5 separate regions of the Mus musculus genome follow, and regions 2, 3, 4 and 5 are each linked to region 1. Evidence: chromatin contacts called from public HiChIP or PLAC-seq and promoter capture Hi-C data. All regions are on one chromosome and are shown on one strand. Each heading gives the region's core, a stretch centred on a gene start, on an enhancer-like site or on the middle of the called end of the contact. The rest is flanking DNA. Distances are from core to core; before and after follow the strand shown. Region 1 holds the start of Lamtor4 (late endosomal/lysosomal adaptor, MAPK and MTOR activator 4). Region 2 holds the start of Ift22 (intraflagellar transport 22). Region 3 holds the start of Zfand2a (zinc finger, AN1-type domain 2A). Region 4 holds the start of Gpr146 (G protein-coupled receptor 146). Region 5 holds the start of 3110082I17Rik (RIKEN cDNA 3110082I17 gene).

What was found. Promoter capture Hi-C pulls out the DNA fragments that hold promoters and counts their contacts. HiChIP or PLAC-seq counts read pairs in DNA pulled down with a chosen protein or histone mark. Capture Hi-C pulls out chosen DNA fragments and counts their contacts.
Region 2: a promoter capture Hi-C map of liver shows a contact between it and region 1, with 3 times the contacts expected there. The contact joins the promoter of Ift22 here to the promoter of Lamtor4 in region 1. A contact is called at or near these places in 1 of 39 promoter capture datasets (liver) and 1 of 9 other capture datasets (liver).
Region 3: a contact with region 1 is called in a promoter capture Hi-C map of liver. The contact joins the promoter of Zfand2a here to the promoter of Lamtor4 in region 1. A contact is called at or near these places in 1 of 484 Hi-C or Micro-C datasets (B cells) and 2 of 9 other capture datasets (liver and pancreatic islet).
Region 4: a contact with region 1 is called in a FOXA1 HiChIP or PLAC-seq map of pancreatic cancer cells. The contact joins the promoter of Gpr146 here to the promoter of Lamtor4 in region 1. A contact is called at or near these places in 1 of 484 Hi-C or Micro-C datasets (the G1E-ER4 cell line) and 1 of 115 datasets of contacts at active chromatin or transcription factors (pancreatic cancer cells).
Region 5: a promoter capture Hi-C map of pre-B cells shows a contact between it and region 1, with 3 times the contacts expected there. The contact joins the promoter of 3110082I17Rik here to the promoter of Lamtor4 in region 1. A contact is called at or near these places in 8 of 39 promoter capture datasets (the C10 cell line, the HPC-7 cell line, cranial neural crest and 4 more) and 1 of 9 other capture datasets (liver).

Annotation. Positions count from the first base shown.
Region 1 is chr5:138,254,152-138,256,851 of GRCm38.p6, forward strand. It overlaps Lamtor4 (late endosomal/lysosomal adaptor, MAPK and MTOR activator 4), which reads left to right and starts at 1,331. Exons shown (of 4, transcript NM_001081108.2): 1 at 1,331-1,652; 2 at 2,102-2,182. The coding sequence starts at 1,650.
Region 2 is chr5:136,906,747-136,909,446 of GRCm38.p6, forward strand. Ift22 (intraflagellar transport 22) reads left to right here and starts at 1,404. Exons shown (of 5, transcript NM_026073.3): 1 at 1,404-1,524. The coding sequence starts at 1,486.
Region 3 is chr5:139,483,206-139,485,905 of GRCm38.p6, forward strand. It overlaps Zfand2a (zinc finger, AN1-type domain 2A), which reads right to left and starts at 1,286. Exons shown (of 7, transcript NM_001159908.1): 1 at 1,072-1,286.
Region 4 is chr5:139,379,257-139,381,956 of GRCm38.p6, forward strand. It overlaps Gpr146 (G protein-coupled receptor 146), which reads left to right and starts at 1,383. Exons shown (of 2, transcript NM_030258.5): 1 at 1,383-1,487. The region is part of intron 2 of 3110082I17Rik (RIKEN cDNA 3110082I17 gene); the gene reads right to left.
Region 5 is chr5:139,459,095-139,461,794 of GRCm38.p6, forward strand. 3110082I17Rik (RIKEN cDNA 3110082I17 gene) reads right to left here and starts at 1,440. Exons shown (of 5, transcript NM_028469.3): 1 at 1,375-1,440.

The DNA of each region.
Region 1 (2,700 bases), core at 81-2,580:
TTTTGGATGGATGTCTGTAAGCTCCCAATTTCATGATTTCTGTTCTTTTACTTAGAAGCCTTCCCTGAAGAAACTCTCTGCTCTGCCCAGAACTCTGTCTGTTCGTAGTTGTCTTAAAGGGACTTCCTCAGGTAGTTTTGGCTGGATACTTGGATACTTGAGTACCTGATTTGATGGAAATTGATGTGCTTCTCTCTCTCTCTCTCTCTCTCTCTCTCTCACTCACTTTATAAAGTCACTCGTTCAAAATAAAAATTGTGGCTACTGTAGACCATTCTCTGGATTGTACAAAGCAGCTGTTGATATTTGTATACCCACTTCAGAGCAATGGTGCCAAGCACCTTTGCCCGCTGAGCCACTTTGCCAGCCCTACTTCAATTTTTTGGTCATGATGATTGAATCTGGGGCCTATGCATGCTAGGCAAGTTTTGAAACGATAGCTACAGCCTTGCCTCATTTTCTCTAATTAGCTGCTGCTTCTACAAGATGATTTGGGGTGGACGACTTTCTTTGTTTAGTGCTGTGGGTACAGACCCACACCCAGTATGCATAAGGCCCTGACTTTGCTTCTTGGCACTGAAAATAAATGGGGTGGGGGATATAATTCACTAATTTAGTGTACAACTTAGTAACTTCGGCACATTCACAAAGATATGCAGACTTCAATATGAATTCCAAAAAGCTTAAATCACATGCCCTGCCATACCCTCATTAATAAGCACTTCCTATTTTTTCTTGCCCCACTACCAACTAGTAATTGCTTTCAGTTTTTCTGTATTTGCAAGAAGTGTATGTGTTTTAATCAGGATCTTGGTAGGTAGCTCAGGCCTCAGTCTGGCACTGAACTCCCTATTCAGCCCAATCCTCGGCCTCTCAGGCTTTAAACTAGGATTACAAGCATTCGGCAATAGTCACAGCTAAGCGTCTTACATAGATGGGACCACATAATATATAGCCTTATGAACCTGCCCTTTCACAACCCGTCCTTTTGGTTGGGTCTGAGCCTCTGAAGGCTGAGTGGTCTCTGAAGCCATCTCCCTGGCCTGCTTTCTCTTGTTTTGGAGATTCTCAAGCTGCATTTGGTGTCAGGACATTATCATCTTGTATTGATCTTACACTACTGTGTGTACACAGCAAATTTGATTTACTCATTCATAGCCATATTTGGGCCGATCCACTCTTAACACATATACTCAAGGCAGAAAGTTAACACGTGAACAGCTTTTCACGTGTAAACCAAACCATCGTCTTTCACATTGGTACATTAGTTTCTCTTTTCAGGTTGAACAGTGACACCTAAGACTCCTCTTACATCACCGGACTGTTCTACTTTCTTCTTGGAAGCCACCGGCAGATGCATATTCCTATTGCAAAGGATAGAAGCAGTGCACGTTCGTGTGGCGACACTGCCCCGCGACTCTCCGGACAACTCTCGCAGGCAAATCCTGAGGGGCGGGGAAATGCAACCAATCCACGAATGTGTTCGGAAAGCGGGGCTCCGCAGTGGTTGATAAAGTATAATGACATACCCGCCATCCAATCCTCAAGCGAAGGGCTGGGCTACAGTCAGCTGGTGAAACCACCTGACCCGAGCCTGGAGCCGGAAACTACCTATCCGGCAGACTGCTTACACTGCACCTACGGCTGCGATGGTGAGTGTGGACGCATGCGCGGGTGTGCACGCCTGCGGTTCCGCGTCCCTGTTTTCCGAGCTTCTGTTGCCACCTTATGGCTTGCATTTCACTGTCACCTCCAGTCCACCCTGGGACCGAAAGGGAACAGAGATGGGAGGGAAGCGACAGGGAGGGCTGGAGAAGGAAGGCTCCGCTACCGGGTGTTCTGCAGCGGGGGAGTAGTCTAGATGGCACAAGGGGCGGGGCATAAGGGGACTGGAGTGGGAAGGGACATGAGGAGGGGTTGAGGGGCTAGGAAGGCCTCCTGGGTCACCTACATGACAAGTGGAAGAGCTCAGAGGTCCAATAGTGACCGTGGATGGAGACTCAGTGTTACAAGCCATTATGAGGGCCTTGGAAGGCTCATATCCAGGAGGGAGATGGGTTTGCAAGGCTGTCATGATTCTCCTTGTCTCTTTACCCTCTAGACTTCCGCACTGACCCAAGGGCTGGAGCGAATCCCAGACCAGCTTGGCTACCTGGTGCTGAGCGAAGGTGCAGTGCTGGCGGTGCGTTGTGGGAAAGCAAAGCGTGGGGTGGAGGGTGTGTGTGTGTGTGTGTGTGGGGGGGTCCTTTGGGGACACACAGCCCAGAAATCCCTTCAAATATTTCCAAGTTGTCTCTTTTTGTCTTCTCTGTGGTTCCTTGCTTGCCATATAGTAAGCTTTATGTAGTATTTGGATATGTGGTATAAAAGCTAATTACCAAAAGGTTGGGGAGGTAGCTTAGTACGGAGAATGAGTTGCCTAGCATGCACAGAGCCTTCTCTTCAATCCCAATACTGCATAAAACCAAACAGAGTGTAGTCCCAGCACTTGGAAGGTGGAAACAGTGGGTTAGATGTTCAGGCTTATCTTTGGCTACATATCAAATTCAATCACAACCTGGACTACATGTAACTCAGCCTCAAAAAACAACAAACAAACCATTACCCAAGTTATACAATTAGTTAGTTAGTTGTAGTTTGTTTTTATTTGTTAAATTCTTGTAGGGACGCACGTATGGGTGCCACAGGGGGTGAAAGTTC
Region 2 (2,700 bases), core at 154-2,653, 1.3 Mb before region 1:
GTTCCCTTCAAATTTTCCAGGTTGTTGTAAAGAAATAATTTTCCTGAGGGGGTCTCTTGTCTTTTGAAACTTTTAAATTTTTTTTCTTTTTTCTTTTTTATTTATTTATTTATTATATGTAAGTACACTATAGCTGTCTTCAGACACTCCAGAAGAGGGAGTCAGATCTTGTTACGGATGGTTGTGAGCCACCATGTGGTTGCTGGGATTTGAACTCTGGACCTTCGGAAAAGCAGTCGGGTGCTCTTACCCACTGAGCCATCTCACCAGCCCTAAATTTTTTTTTTCAATGCATGCGAAAGAATGTATGTAATACATTGCCACTCTGGAACAAGAGCAATAAAATTAACCACCCGCGATTAATATAATGGTGCTTAAAAGTATGAAAGCCGGGGCTGGGGAGATGGCTCGGAGTTTAAAGCACTGACTGCTCTCAGAGGAGCCCCGACTTTGGTTTCCAGCATCCATTTTGGGCAACTGAACTTCCATAACTCTAGCTCCAGGGCACTTCCTTCTGGCTTCCACAACCACCTGCACTTTTGTATACGTGTGTGTATGTGTGTGTGTGTGTGTGTGTCCACACGCGCGCGTAGGTTTTGATTTTTTTTTTTTTTTTTTTTTTTGTTTTTAATATGAAAAAACTCAGAGAATGACCGAAATGTCAAAAGAACACACACACTGGTTTGGAGAAGCTTCTCCGCCGCCAAGAACAATCTCAGCATCAAAATAAATAATGACAGGGCTGCAAAGTGACTCATCAGGTAACGGCCGGAACCACCAAGCCTGAAATGGTGGTGGGAGAAGAAAACTGAGTCCTATGGCTTGTCCTCTGATCTTCACATATGTATCATGGCGGACACACATACACGCAGATAGATGATGATTGATTGATAGATATAACCTTTTAAATTGAAAAAAAAGTTGGGAGTCGAGAGTGGTGACACATGCCTTCAATGGTATTAAAGTTGGGGGGGCAAAGGCAGGTGGATATCTTTGAGTTTGAGGCCAGCAGGTCTACATGCGAGTTGGACTGGGGATATGGTGTCAATGACAGAGCGCTTTCCTAGGATTGATGACCACCTGAGTTCAATCTCCAGCATCCACCGCGGAAATAAAAGAAAACCAAAATCACAGTACTGTTTTCCAGGCAAGTTTAGCAGCTCCCTTAATCTATGGAGCGTTCAGGAAGACCGGGAGAAATAAAGCAGGTTGGAGCCTGGCTCTTGTACCCCTTCCAGAACGCTCAGGTTGCAGTTAGCAGGACCAGCTTTGCCTTTTCTCTTTTGGTCCTCCTCAGCTTCCATCGTAGGCCACTTTTCCAGGCTCCCGGAACTGTCAGGGTTTCCTGGGCTACTGCGCAGCTGTTCCCGGTCGCCGTGGAAACTGACCAGCCAATCAGAGCATGCGGCCCAGACTGGCGGACGCGGCGGGGAGCTTAGCGCGCTTTGGTGGTGGGCTTCCGCGGGTTCGTGTTAACGGACAGCGATGCTGAAGGCTAAGATCCTCTTCGTGGGCCCCTGCGAGGTAACTCAGGGCTCGGGGGCTCCCTAGAACTGGGGTTGTTCTCAGGAGGTGCAACTTTGTACCAGCAACCCCACTGAGGGCGGCAGCTGGCGCTACCGTGACCAGGCCTTCATCCAGTTCACCCCTCCCAAGTAGTGGAGGAGAATATTGAGGTACCCAGGTCTCAAGGGCAGCGGAAATAAGGGGCGCCTCATGACTTCCCCTCCGAACCTTCCGTGCAAAAGGAATGTGTCCATGAGATTAGAAAACTAGATATTTTCAATATAGGGACTTGGAGCAAGTGGTTATTAATATGAGGAAGTCACTCTATATGTGATTCACCGAATTAAAGTTCAGATGGACCGAAACTAAACATGCAAATAAGTTAACTGTAGAAGGAAGCTGGGTGCAGTGTCCCATGCCTGTAATAATACCAGGACTCAGCAGGCAGTGGAGGAGTGATCACAAGTTTAAGGCCAGCCTGGGCTATGTATTGAGTTCTGGGACAGCCTGAGCTACAATGTGACATGTCTCCGATAACAAAATTAGATAGATAGATAGATAGATAGATAGATAGATAGATAGTAGAATTCGGGAATTACCTACATGGTTAAAGTTCAAATCCTTGGGTCCCAGCTCAGAAGGTTAGCTTAATAATGTGATCTTCATCTGAGGTTATTGGCTGATGGACCAAACATGAGAACCAATGTACATTCATAGGTGACTATATGGTGAAGATATGTTTTTAATCCTAAGTTAGGAGGCTGGGGTAGAGCTGGGTGATAGGATGTTTGCCTAGCATACAGGAATCCCGGGGTTCAATCCTCTTCATATAAAACATTCATGGTGGTACATGCCTCAGTTTCAGGGTTTGGAAGGTAGAGAGGCACGATGATTGACAGTTCAAGGCCACAGCCCGGGCTACAATAGCAAGTCTGAAGCCGGCCTGGGATACGTGAAACCTGTCAGAGAAAGAAGTTGCTAAGTATGCACAGAAGCAAAGGAGGATTGAGCCATGTGTGGCGCAGGCCTGACACCTCAGCATACAAGACACTCAGGGTTGCCACAAGTTTGAGACCAGTCTGGACCATATAGGAGTGTTGAGTCTAGCCTGGGGCAGAGAGGAGGAGAAGGCTTAAAAGAAAGGAGGGGCTGGAAAGACAGCTTGGTGACTAAGAACACATACTGCTCTCGCAG
Region 3 (2,700 bases), core at 36-2,535, 1.2 Mb after region 1:
TGCTAAGTGGCATCAGTTGACTATGCTCCCCAGAGTAGGCTGTCCCTTGCCTCTCCCTCCCTCATGCCTTCAGTTTTACTTTGTGCACACGCCATAATGACATCAGGCCAGGGCCGATCAAGGCAAGCGGCACTTTAATTAACCACAAGAAACAGACAAGCAGAGAGGCTGGCATCCCGGAGACCAGGCTTGAAGCAAAGTCTCCTCCAAGTCCTGTCACCTATCAAATGACTCGAAACTCTTGCACTTTCCACAGGTCAAGTCCCCAAAGAGCTTTTCACATCTTTCTATTACTTTCTCTGCTGGGAACTTCTTATCTACTCCTTGTTGAGAACTCTCAGGCTTCAGAAGACATCTATTTGACTTGTCAAGGACCAGTCTACAGTGTCACTTCCTCAAACGTCACCTCTAACACCTCTAAGCCAATTCACTTCCCACCCTTCCCCCTTCCTTTCCTACTGCATTTAGTGGTTAGGGTGGATCTCATTCCTGTCGGGGAGGAAACCTTTTAAGTCGTGCACAACAGAATCCGCATTATGAAATGTTTTTGTTCAAAGCAAGCAGCACGTGACGTATTACCAAATGACCACCGACTGTTTCTTTTCTCCCCCCCCCCTTTTTTAAACAGGGGGCCGGGGGCCTAGGACAGACGCTATTTTGTAGTGCTGGCTGTCCCTTAACCCGTTTTGTAGATCACTTTGGCTATCAACTCGGAGATCCGCCTGTCTCTGCCTCTGGAGTGCAGGGATTAAAGGCACGAGCCACCATGCCCTGCTAGTAGACTGTTTCATGAAAGTGTGTCTCACTACTTAGCTCAGGTTAGCCTGGAGCTTGTGATCTAATAACTCAACTCCCCAGCGCTGAGACTACAGGCCTGCAACAACCACTATGCCTGGCTGCCGCGACAATGGCTCAGGGCAGTTGACCTGGGGATGTGAGATGTCACTGTGCTGAGACAGTAACTCCTTGATGGCCAGGCCACGAGAAATCACAGCGCGGAGACGCCAGCCCCTAGTTCACCAGCTCCCCGGGCCCCAGCGGCCCGCAACCACACCGGTACCTGGCACTCACGGGTAGTCAGAGGCGGAGACAGACAAGCGGTGCCCTTTGTGGTTATCCCGGTGACACCGCAGTAGAAACTGCAGCTCCAATCGCCGCGAAGCGCCCGACTTCTCTCAAGGCCGGAAAGCGTAGCATTGCCCCTGCAGCAGCCTGGGCCATTTATCCCCAGCCGACAGATCCAGAGTCATACATCCTGGGCGTTCCCGGCGCGCTCTGATGACGCCACACCAACACCAACCAATCCCCTAACATCTAGAGTCGGCCCGCCAGCGCGCCCAAAATGTCATCGAAGGCCAGCCAATTCCTTCGTGTTATGACCCCCAGAGGGCTGGGCGCCGTGATGACGTCACTTACATGTCACCAATCCAGCAGTTCTACGGCCTTTTCGTCCCTCCCTATCCCCCCGCCTATTTTCTAGAACAGTCAGGCAACATCTCTAGCTTAGGCTGAGTCGTGGTGAGGCAGCTCTGGGTGAGGTGACAGGCTTGCCTGTACCTGAGAGCCTGAGACAGGACCCGGCCGGACGTGAGAATCCTGTGTCTCAGTAGGAGTTCCCTGAGGGCTGGGATCGCGGTATGCACAGATTGATGGCCCATTTGTGAAGCTGTAAGGATCCCAGGACTCGGGGAGGCAGAACGCCAGGGACAGGTCATCTGAACAAACATGCCTTGGAAAAGTGAGGTCCAGTCTACAGAAGAATTACAAGATGATACCCAAAATGCCTGTATCTCTGTTACCAGAGTTGCTGGAGCACGGACTATGCATGTGATTTAAGAAAGATGTTCAGGGCTGGTGAGATGGCTCGGTGGGTAAGAGCACCCGACTGCTCTTCCGAAGGTCAGGAGTTCAAATCCCAGCAACCACATGGTGGCTCACAACCATCCGTAATGAGATCTGACTCCGTCTTCTGGAGTGTCTGAGGACAGCTACAGTGTACTTTAAATAAATAAATAAATAAATAAATCTTAAAAAAAAAAAAAGAAAAAAAAGAAGAAGAAGAAAGAAAGAAAGAAAGATGTTCAAGCCGGGCGGTGGTGGCGCATGCCTTTAATCCCAGCACTCGGGAGGCAGAGGCAGGCGGATTTCTGAGTTTGAGGCCAGCCTGGTCTACAAAGTGAGTTCCAGGACAGCCAGGGCTACACAGAGAAACCCTGTCTCGAAAAAAACCAAAAAAAAAAAAAAAAAAGAAAGAAAGATGTTCAAGTGTTGCTGACCCAAGCTCGAGAATACCAAAGATCTGTGGGCTAGGCTAATAGACCCAGAATACTACTGCTCTGTCCTGATTATTTATGTTTTTAATTAATTATTTATTTATTTCTCAATCTGACATAAACTGAGAAGAGGAGACCACAGTTCAGGAAATAACCTCTATAAGATTGGCCTAGGAAGTACTTTTAAGTTAGTCATTAATATGGAAGGGCTGAGCTCCTTGCGAGTAGTACCACCCCTAGGCTGATTATCCTAGGTGCTATAAGAAAGTAAAAATCAGGCCAGTTGGATGTGTACACCTATAATCGCAGCATGTGGGAAGCAGAGGCAGGTGGCTCTCCTAGTTCTTGTCCAGCTTGGCCAACATTACTTTTTGCTTTGTTTTTTAAAAAAGATTTATTTACATGAGTACACTGTAGTTGTCTTCAG
Region 4 (2,700 bases), core at 133-2,632, 1.1 Mb after region 1:
CTGCAGCACGAGGGAGGCCAGCTCTGTGGGATTTTTCAAATATCAACCTCAGAGCACGAGGTCAGACAGCAATTCACACACCCTACCATGTCCAAGATGTCTAGCTCGGGGACATGCCTGCTCAATGGGAGGACCGCCCGCAGCCGAGTCGGCGGCTGGGCCCTCTTACTCTGAACATCTGTGCTGTGCTTCGGGTGGTGCAGAGCAGGCAGCCAGTGGGGCCTTGCACTAGGAGGGTGCTCGGTTCACCAGCAGCACTCCCCAGTTGTGAGTGAAACCTCACAGGAACCCTCTGGAAGGCCCAGGAACCCTGACACTTCAGAGTCTCACCAGGAATCCTGAGGGTCAATTATTTATGGTTTACTTTCATTTTAGATTATGTGCCTATGGAGCCCAGAGGTCCACCTTGGCCATCATTCCTCAGGTGCTGTCCACCTTGTTTTTTATAAGACAGGGTTGGCTTTTTGGGGGTGGGGGTGGTTGGTGGCCTGAAATGTGAAAGTTAGATAGGCTGGCCCAAAGGGCCCCAGCGCCTGCCACCTCCCTAGCACTACAAGCACATGCTACCACACTCAACCTTTCTGACATGGGTTCTGAGGGATCAAACATAGGTCCTCCTGCTTGCAATTGGGCCAACAACTCCAGGACCCTCCCCCCACTTTTGACAGTCTTACTTTGCAACCCCAGTTGGCCCAGAATTTGCTATGTAAGCTACAACAGCCTTGGATTTATGGCAGTCCTTGCTCTGCCTCTTGAGTGCTGAGATTATAGATGGGCACCATCATGCCCAGTTAGGCTATCTGTGTGTGTGTGTGTATTTTGTTGTTGTTACTCTTTGTTTTTTAAGATCTCATGTATCCCAGGATACCCTTCAGGTGACTATGTAGCCAGGGACAGCCTTGAACTTCTGATCCTCCCTGCTCTATCTCCTGAGTGTTGGGACTACATGTATGCACGCACCACTACCCCTGGCTTATGTGGTGTTGAGGACTAAACGCCGGGCTTCCTGACTGTTAGGCAAATACTCTAAATGGCACCATTCCCACTTTCATGTTGGACAGCAGCTACACAGTGGGTCGGAGCTGTTTTCTCCGGACAGCTCCACTTAGACGCCTCTAGGACCGGGGAAGCACAGGTCGGGGAAATTACAAACTTTAATGGGGGCAGGTGCGCCGCCCTCCAGCATTAAGGCGGCCGGCCGTGGCTGGCCAAGGGGATTGTCCGTTCGGACTGGGGGCGGAGCCTGCGGGAACTAAGCACCGGTTCCAAGAAAAGGGCGGAGCCACCGAGCTGTGGGTCGGGAGAGAGGGCAGGGCCTGACGGCGTTGCTCGGCGGGCGGGGGCGGGACCACGCGAGCAGCCCCCGGGGGCGGGACGGGGTCACGTGTGTACACAGCCCCCACGGCGTGCGCGCCGTGAGCTCCGCTGCCTCCTGCAAGCCCAGCTGCCCGCCCGCGGCCGGTGCGCGGGCCGCCGCCCAGCGAGCGGTGAGTGGGGCCCGGGGAGGGGAGCCCCTAATGCTCTGTTCCAGGCGGGAGGAGACCGCGCCAGGCTGCGCTGGGTGGACGCCAGGGACAGGGAGTGTGGTCCTGAACCCGCGGCGGGCGGTGGGTTTGCTGCCCGAGGAGGCGGACGGGCTCTCCTAGGACGCTACGGTTACCATCTTCGTCCCTTCTGTTGGTTAAGAGCGTCAGGACATTTGGAACCCGTGCGTAGAGATAGCGGAACTTGCGCCATCGGCCCTGAACATTCATCGGGCACGGGAGGCAGTACCAGCAACTAGAACCCCAAGTGAAGGGATACAGTTTCTTCGGTCCTCAGGCTTGCTGACTAGGACTAACTTAGTACCCGCTGTCCAGAACAGCACCTGCCAATTTAGCGCGCCCCGGTCTGTGATTATGTTCTTGCGAGCTGCATTCCTATTCTCGTCCTGATCCAGCAACCTGACATCTATGTCCACCTCCATGTATCAGAGGCACTGATAACCTGGGGTTAAGCTAGCTTGAAAGAACTATAAGTTAATCCTATTGAAACGCCTCTGGACGTGTCCTGAGGCCACTCCACCCATAGGGGACCAGGCACTATCTCTGTGAGTGCAAGGAAACACTATTAATAATTACACTAAGGGTACAGTCACATTATCCTAACCTGCCATGTAAGTCTTTGAAGAACAACCACAAGGTCCAGATTTCCAAACTAGAACCTCTGGTTGCTCCCAGGGTACAGTGTATCAGTGTCCCCGTGACTCTTTTTTTTTTTTTTTTTTTTTTTGGTTTTTCGAGACAGGGTTTCTCTGTGTAGCCCTGTCCTGGAACTCACTTTGTAGACCAGGCTGGCCTCGAACTCAGAAATCCGCCTGCCTCTGCCTCCTGAGTGCTGGGATTAAAGGCGTGCGCCACCACGCCCGGCTCCCCGTGACTCTTGAATGGGCTCATGAAGAAAGCTGCGACACATCCAGCTAAACCTAATGTGGGGATGCATGGGGATTTAGGTCAGAATGTGTAGGCTGAGTAGTTGGGAGGGGATGCCTGTGTGGTTCACAGACTGGAGGAGACTCTTGCAGCTCCCTGGGCATTCTCTCCTTCCTTACCCCACAATGTCCTAGCATAATCCCCTCCTTTAATGACCCAAACATACTGAGACATGAAGCCAAGCCCTTGGGGGAGTGAGATCTGTGCTCACAAGTGAGGCTCCTGTTTT
Region 5 (2,700 bases), core at 190-2,689, 1.2 Mb after region 1:
CCACCACCACAGAATAACTCTGGCAATTATACAATAAAAGAATTTGGGCACCAGGTGGGGTGGTGCACACCTTTAATCCCAGAGCTCTAGAGGCGGAGGTGGGAAGATCTCTGTGAGTTCGAAGCCAGCCTGGTATACAAAGGGAGTCTAGGACAGCCAGGGCTTGCTATACAGAGAAACCTTCTCTCAAAAAACAAAACAAAAACCAAACAAAAGAAGTGGTGGGGGAGGGGGAGAAAGCAATATGGTTCAGCAGGTAAAGGCGCTTGCCACTAAGCCTGAAGACCTGAGTTCCGTCCCTGCCTAGCCTGTCGAGTCCACTGTCACATACAAGGTAGATGGCTGCTGGGGACCACCTAAAGTTGACCTCTGGCACACACACACACTGCAAACTCTAGAATGGGCAAAGGTCTTGAACAAACAGTGAAGAACATGAAAAGATGCCCAATGTCACTAGTCCTTTAGGAAATGAAATCCAGAGGCACTGACTGCTGCTTCATGCAGCAAGGAAATAAGAAGACAGAGGGCTAGGAGTTCTCAGTGGGTAAAAGCACCTGCCGAACAAGCCTGATAATATGAGTTCGATTCCTGGGACTTACATAAAAAGCTGGATGCAGTGTGTGAATCTGTCGTCTCGTCTCTCCTATGGTGAGATGGAAGGCAGAGACAGGGGGGTAAGCCTGGGGTACACAGTGCAGCAGCAGAAACCAGAAAGACTATGCCTCAGCAAGCTCAAAGAAGGAACAAGACTCCCTTAAATTATCTCCATGGTACCTAAGACCATTAGTAAGAGATCTTCTACAGTCAAAAACCTGGGCTCCCTAGATCTGGGATTCTTATTCTGGCCCCCGTTTCTTCCCAGAGCCTTGAGTGACACCGATACAGAAAAGGAACCCAAAGAATCTTTTTTTTTTTTTTTTTTTTTTTGAACGGAGTCTCATTTAGAAGACATGGCTAGACCGAGCTAGCGGCAATTTTTTTCAGTCCCAGCCTTCAGGATACTGAGACCACAGCTGTGTACCACCACACCCAACTTGTAAGAATGGATACATGGAAGGACTGTTGGGTGCATGAATAAGTGGGTGGGTGGATGAAGGATATAGATGAATGGATGGGTGGGTGCCTGGATGAATAGGTGGGTGGACGGATGGATAATTGGGTAGAGGAGTGGATGGACGTTTAAGTAGACGGAGGAGTGGACGAATGGCTAAGTGGTCGCCTGTATCAACAGGGGTAAATGGGTAGGTGGGTGGTTGAATAGATCTCTGGAAATCCACGTGGAGAGCTGCGCAGAGACGCACAGCCCGGCCCAGGACCGCGTCTCCCCGGGCGGATGCGACAACCCCCCGTCACCCCACCCTACCCAGCACGCACCTGCAGCTCCCACTCTCGCACACCTCTGCCACGCGCCTCCACCACCAGCTCAGCAGGTTCCGCGCCGTCCCGCCCTCAGAAGATCAGCGCTATCCATTGGATCGGGAAGGCGTCCATCTTCCAGCCAGCCAATGGCCGCCGCATGGGAGGGCGCAGCCCTGGCGCAGGATATTGGCGTCATCTCTCTGAGCTGAGAGCGCAGTCAGTTGCCAGGGCAACACCTGGTGGCGTGGGCACGTGCGGCCGAATTCTGGCCGCTGGTGCTGGGCTGAACAGATAGAACACCTCTCAGAGAATTCCAGCAGGTAAAGTTAGAATATCCGAGGGGTGCCGGGCTTGGAGGTGCACGCCTTTCGTCCCAGCCCTAGGGAAGCTAGGAAGAAGGATTAGGAGTTCAAGGCTATCCTCCGCTGTGTAGGGAGTTCAAAGTCGGACCCTGTTGTAGCCTATAATCCCAGCACCAAAGAGATAGAGGGAGGAGGATCAGAAACTCGGGGTCTTCTCGAGATTCATAAAGGCCAGTGAGATGCCTCCGACGGTAAAAGTGTTTATTGTAAAGCTTGGTAACGTTAGTTTGATGTCCAGGATCCATAAATCGGAAGGAAAATCAATTCCCACAAGCTGTCTTCTGACCTCTAAACACACACACACTAAATAAGTAAATATGTACATTTCATAATATATGTATGTGTACACACACACACACAAAGTAGTGAAGAAGTAATGTAAAGGGTCTGGCATAGCTGTCACTGGCCTTGTAACAGGGCCATAGACCTTAGTAGGCCACCAGACCTTAGCACACTGACTCCACATTGGAAGTACCATGAGGCTGTAAAACTTAGCAGCACATAGACAGCACCACCTGCCCAAACTAAAACAAGGGCCTAGTCCATCAGAGTCCATATAGTGCTGGGAAAGTCTCAACACACACTAACCTTGCTTTCCAGCCTCTCTAGTTCCACTTCTGGTTTACTCTTCTTTTTAACTGTGTGTCAACTCGGAACATGGTTTTAGTGCTTAAAAAATCACCTGGAAAAAGGCTCAGTGCTACACTAGGATTCCATCACCCAGTGTAGTTGCTGGACAGCTAATAAAGATTTTCTATTGGCTTAAACCATGTCTAGCAGTCTTCTCTTCAGAGTACCCCACAACAGCCTTTAATTCCAGCATTGGGTCAGAGGCAAGTGGATCTCTACAAGTGTGAGGCCAGCCTGGTCTACATAGTGTGTTCCAGGTTAGCCAAGGCTTAGTGAGACCCTGCTTCAAAATGACAAAATTACAGATGGAGTGGGTGTGATTTATTGCTGATGCTGCTAGCCAACTAAG